Linked DNA regions of Capsicum annuum: region 1 is linked to region 2. Evidence: chromatin contacts called from public Hi-C data. All regions are on one chromosome and are shown on one strand. Each heading gives the region's core, a stretch centred on a gene start, on an enhancer-like site or on the middle of the called end of the contact. The rest is flanking DNA. Distances are from core to core; before and after follow the strand shown.

What was found. Hi-C and Micro-C count contacts between places; a contact is called where the count stands out from the background.
Region 1: a contact with region 2 is called in a Hi-C map of leaf, with 2.4 times the contacts expected there. The contact joins the promoter of LOC107839655 here to the enhancer-like site in region 2. A contact is called at or near these places in 3 of 5 Hi-C or Micro-C datasets (bud, leaf and placenta).

What each region holds. Positions count from the first base shown.
Region 1 is chr8:154,778,740-154,781,803 of UCD10Xv1.1, reverse strand. LOC107839655 (topless-related protein 3) reads right to left here and starts at 1,730. Exons shown (of 25, transcript XM_016683232.2): 1 at 1,328-1,730; 2 at 242-421; 3 at 29-142. The coding sequence starts at 1,407.
Region 2 is chr8:154,740,802-154,744,036 of UCD10Xv1.1, reverse strand. No RefSeq gene overlaps it. Among protein-coding and RNA genes, the nearest start is that of LOC107839654, 22 kb to the right of the region's middle. Within about 2 kb of position 1,311, at least 4 of the 5 cell types and tissues checked have an H3K27ac peak or open chromatin away from gene starts, as enhancers often do. A contact at or near this core is called in bud and leaf, where this site is marked.

The DNA of each region.
Region 1 (3,064 bases), core at 481-2,980, 37 kb before region 2:
CCTATCACACAACATGAGAATTAGATACCTGAAATTGGTAAGTGTCAAGAGCTGAGTGATCTCTTTGTAAAGGTCCTCATTGAATGTAGAGAACACTTTCAAATCACTCACAAGAATCTCAACTGCCTTTGCCTTGTCTTGCCTGAAATAACAAAACGTCACACAGAAGAAAAAAAGTTCAAACCAGAAACCTACTACAGGAATGTATCTACAGCATTGTAAAGTAACAATGTGGACATACTTATCAAGAGCTTCAAGATATTTCTGCTTTCTTATCTCGAAAAATATTTTCATGGAGTATCTGTTGTCATCAACTTTAGTAAATCCAGAGAGGTACTTCTCAACTTCATCCCATTCACCTGCATGTACTTTCTCTTCAAAGTACTTCATATTGAAGAAAAATCCTGATTCTTGCTCTAGCCTGCGAACAAAATGATACATTTTTTCGAGAGGTTAATCATTTTCAAGCACAGAAATTCATATAAACACATATTTGCTTACATTTACAATAAACTCTGATAATTGATGTCAACCATAAACAAAAAAGAAAGCGTTGGACACCCTCAATTGCACTTATACAAGCAAAAATTTCATTCCACACGAACTGATTAAATGATGTCAATTAAAAAAAAGGAAAGCTTTCACTTTTTTCACACTTAAAAATTTATTTCAACCTCAAAAACAAGATGTTGAAACACTATTGCATTTGCAAATGATGCGAGAAAAAAGTTAACATTTTTAACAAGATATACTGATGCCAGAAAGTTTTCATTCCGCAAATTAATCTCTTACCAACTTTTAAACTCATCTTTTAATACCTTCACACATTCATAAAAGCACTAAATAAATAACAACAAATAATTAAAAATTGGTCATTTTTTCTTTACAGATTACTACTACTATCACTTATCAAGGCACATTAAATGTATATCATTAAACTCTGCACCAGAATTTACAACAATTAAAAAACGAAAACCAAAAAGGAAAAAGAAAGGGAAAAAGCAAAGATATAAAAAGCACAGCAAAACAGCTTACATCAAGTGGTTTTTCTTGCCCTTTTCAGATAAATTACCAGAACAACCCCAAAACTAAACCCATAACTTATTTCTTTGGTTTTCACCTTCAACAAAAAAAGGTCTTCACTTTCAACAACCAAGTAAAAATAGTACCACTCACAAACAACCTGACAATAAAATCCCCCCCCCCCCCCCCCCCCCCAACCCAAAAAAAAAAAAACACATATAGATGTGTGTTTGTGTGTGAGAGAGAAAAAGCAACACAAAAAAATAACAAAAATAAAAACTTAAAAAAAAAAAAAAGAGCATACTTGTGAACGGATTCTTTAAACTTCTCCTCTTCCAGAAACTGTAGTATCAGAAAAACCAATTCCCGGCTTAAAGATGACATTTCTCTACACTTGACCACAAAAAACGCGAATCGAACAACGGTCGATTTCACGACTCAACAGATCTAACCCCTAGATATCGACACGCGCTAATATTTCTAGGGTTTCAGCTCCTCCTCAAGCAAAAAATCAATAAAAAAAATCAGTGCTTTTACGGGAAGACAGGAATTATATATGTAGAGAGAGAAAGAGAGAAGGAATAGTTATGTAGAGAGAGAAAGGGAAAAGGGGGAGGGATGGGGTCTATTTGTAGTGCAAGGGAGAAAGAGAAGAGTAAAGAAGATGGAAAATGAGGTGGGTGGGGGAGGACTTGGTCTCGCTATCTTCGATGCGTTTAGCAGTAGCCTATCTGTTTTATACTCACCTATCACTGATAAGCTTATGTACTTATCCATTTCGTGGATAAGTTGGTTCTGATAAGTTTGTGTACTTATCGTGGGAAGTGAAGTGGCTTATTGATAAGTAGGATGTGACTGGACTTGCGGATTTGAAATGGGGAATTCAAATGGAGTTGAATATTCAGTTTGAATTACGATTTCCCGTCGTGGGTTACGTGTGCTATTTGATGAGAATGGTACTCTCTGGTTTCGGCGGCATTTAATTTAATCGTCTAATTTATCGCGATATTTTGGTTTCTCGTACTGTCTGTCTCACACAACACCTCTTTTGTGGAATGGAGAATTAATTTTTGTCATGTCAGAAGAAAAAAAAGTTTGTTTTTAAGATGAATGAATTCAGTCGAACAGCGCGTGCCCACGCGCTTGCTGAGATAAGGTGGGTCCTTCTGATTTTTTGTCTCACTTAAAGATGTGGTTCCTTCTAGTAGTTAGGCGCGTGATCTTCAGAAAGGCTTTTTAGACTTCTTTTTTCGTTTTTTGCTTTTTTTAAAAAAAAAAAAAAAACATATATACTACTCTATTATTTTAAGAAAATAGAAAATAATTGTTGCACTATCTAAACAATTAAGGATACTAAAATAAGTAGGATATCTATCGCTCGGATCACTTAATAATGGAATGAAAATAAAAAAGAATTCTACTAATTAGGCATGCAATATCTAAAATGTTTTTTAGTTTAATTAAGATGTTATTTTCAGAAACGAAAAATATTTTTGTTGTCCTCTTCAGATTTAAGTTGAAGAGAATATACTGAAGTAGGATATATATTGCCTAATTAATTCGATAATGGAATGAAAATAAATTGCATTGACCAGATCTATATAATTTAGATGAGACTTGACTAGCATAAAAAAAGAACGAACAATACCCATGAAAATATTCGAAGTTTGATCGCATTATCAGTGGAGCATATTGAACTTTGTGAGGGTCCTATTACTCCCAGACTTTTTTTTTCATATTTTAATAGTATATATCTGTCACTTGGAACATTGTGTGTTAGTCACACGCATTGAGTGCGTGAACAGTGCTAAAAATATTTTAAACTCTTTTTTTCTTTTGCCAAACAACTCCTTAGTTTTATAATTATTTAAAGTTTTATATTTTTATTTATTTAAAAAAATTTATTCTTTTTCTTCTTTCTTCTTGAGTTTCAGTTTCTTCTTCCTCTTTGTTGCAGTTCATTTAGTTCCGTTTCAGTTTCCATTCTTGAAGATTCCGTCATCGAAACTGGAAACTTAATGGAAGAAAGTTTGGGGTTTTG
Region 2 (3,235 bases), core at 62-2,561:
TTTACCCATAATTACTAAAACATCAATCATCATTGGCCCCAAGAGAAAAGAAGGGCCACATTATTCTGCAAAAGCAAGATTTTAGTACATATGAGCTACTGTTGAACATGTCGCACTTTTTTGGCCATCGTAAAATAGGAATACCAACTTGAACAGAGTGGTAGAAAATATTATGGTAGCTATTAGCTAGTTATATTATGTTCATCGGGTGAAAGTGTAATTCTTTATATTCATCCAACTTTAATCAATTGAATAAATATATATTGGTGAGTAAATTTGAACATAACTTGACTTAACTCGTCCAGGGCTGAAGAATACTTATATGGACTACAACACACATGGACATAGAAGTTATGATTTATTATGCATTCTGCTTTCTTTATATTTTCATGTACTACTTTTAGGGTGATTGATATAAATAGCCAGCCATTCAAAAAAAGAAAAAAGAAAAAAGCAGCGAGCAAATATATAATATAAACATTAGCTAGCGAAAATACATAGTTTTGTTTGAGTGATCAAATGTATAATTATCCCTTCTTACGTTTGTTGAGAACAGATTTAACCCAGTAAATCCAATCCATTGAATTGGAGTTAAAAGCAGCCCAATGGACTTGAAATTTATGAACAATCAGGCATCAGCCCATAGATAAAATAAGGGGCCTATAAATCAAGATGTAGTTACAGCAGTAGAGCACATGTTATAGTCAATTCAACAAATAAACAAAATTCTTGTCTAAATAGAGAGTTGTACATGAACTAATCCAGGCATAATAATATTCATAATGATAAGAGACATCACATGTTTACAAAGTCAATCCTTTGTGCATTAGTACGTACGTAAGCAAGAGAGGAGATAAATAGGCTTATTATCTTAATTTGTGCATCTATCCGTCCGAATATTTACTATTAATATACACACATAAATCAAAATCAAACATCTAACAGAAGAAGATGAAAGAGAGCAAAGGGAACCTAGTGCTGACTAAGGTATGATATATATTTGACACTTACAATTCATACTTTAGGAAATTGACAAACAAATAAGACAACGTAGACAATTCTCACAGACAAACTTCTGACTCATACGTACCCTCACTTGTCCTTATTTATTAGTATGTCATTTTTACAAAAGTGTTCAACGTTGCAGAGTTTTGGAACTTGACTCTGTTGGTATTAATCCTCATCAGCATCAGTCAGCAACATTGTTTACATACGGCAGATTTAGTAACAACCTTAAAATAGGGCCTAGTTTACTTCGACATTGACTCAAGCGTAGGTATACTTCTTGGCCCAATAGAGCCCAGAGGCTTCACCATGTGAAATATGGGATATCATTTCTTCCAGTCCATTAGAGATTATTACTACCATATTTACACTATGTGTTTTGTGAGCCCCCAGAGAAGAGTGAGGGCTTCCAAAAATTGACGGGCAAGCCACACCAAAGTAGGGCGGGCTTACTCGCCTTGAAGAAAGTGTGTTCGTTCTGTGGGTGTCGGCACGATCCACCGGTCTCTATACGATCATTAGCGAATCGCCTCAGCACCCCCGACGGGACGAGTTAACTTCTTTTGGTTGTTAATTTTTCAACTTAAACAAGCAGAAGTCCATACTGCCAATTCTGCTCTTTCCGATGTGGGACATATATGAACTATCCAAAATTCCAAATATTCATCAATCTTCTGTAACAACAACAACAAACATTCATGCGACTATTTTATTCCATCCTTCATGATTAATGTGTACTTCACACCAAACATAAAATAAAGTTAATCCCAACTTATATCTCAAAATTATTTTACTTATCTCATATATCAAACGACTCCATGCTTCTTTGTTATACCCAAAAAGAGAGGTTGAGTATGTTATGAACCAATTGTCCCATATTGAAAAAATAGAGAAATACTAATGGATTTATAGATCAAATGACTTCTTGTACCCATCAACATAGTCTTTTGGGTTGGGCTCTCCCATTTATTTATAACAGGGTAGCACATATATTTGAGTTTATCATCCATTTTAGTTGCATGTTCTCTTCACAACAGTTCGTTTCTACTTTATTCCAAGTTCAACTTGACTAAAAGATTCAATTTGACATTTCTTCTTCGACTATTACTTTTCCTTTTTTGGAAGTTACATGCTGTGTTTCTATACATACTATTGTGATCCATATTCCAATTGGTAACTTAGACGAATGAAATTACTAATGACATGTGTTTTCCTTGGATGATGAATTACAAACCATCAATCTTTCACAAACTATCATTTCCATTCAAAAGGTTATATGTGAATGACGTTTGTTTACAATACATGGGTGTGATGGGATAGTAGAGACATTAAATTCCTCCATGCTAATTGGATGTCTTAATTAAATTTGAACCCTGAATTTTTTATTGGAGAGTATATTGTTACCTTAATATATATTATTACCTTAATAAGTCCTACTCGACACGAATCTAGATTAATGAAATTAATAAAATTCAAAAATAGAGGGTACTTAAAAAAAATACGTTTTTATTATACAATATAATACACACTCTCTCCCTATATACATGATCCAAACATGAGACTAACTGAAACAATCGGATAATAATTTGAAAAATAGAGAAGACTAGTATTACAAAATTCAACTGACTTATAAAACTAGAAAAGAAATTAGCAATAGAACAGTAACAAAGCTTACTTCTTTTCACAACTCCACTATCCTGCTGTGTGTGTCCACGTTGACTGGTGATGTGTCTGCCAAGTAAGCTTGTTGTCGCACAACACTAATACAGTAAATTAAATTAGTTTTTGTTTTTATTTGTTTTAACTTAACGTGTGTATATGTAAGTATTATTATCCTTTTTTATCTTTAAATGTCATTTATATACCAAATTAAATAACAATATCTATTATTGATGTATTTTTTTTATAGAATATATAAGACTAATACAAATAAATTAAATTTATTTTTCGTTTTTCTTTGACTTTCCTTAATGTGTGTATAATATGTATCGTTATCCTTTCCTTTAAATATCACCTAAAGACCAGATCAAATAGCATCTATTATTGAGATATTTTATATAATAGATGTGGCTAGTACAAATAAATTAAATTTATTCTTTTTCTTTTTGAATATCTTCAATATACCAAATTAAATAACATCTATTATTGAGGTATCTATAGAACACATACAAGAACAATAACACAAATAAATTAAATTGGTACTTTGTTTATATTTGACCTTTGTTAACAT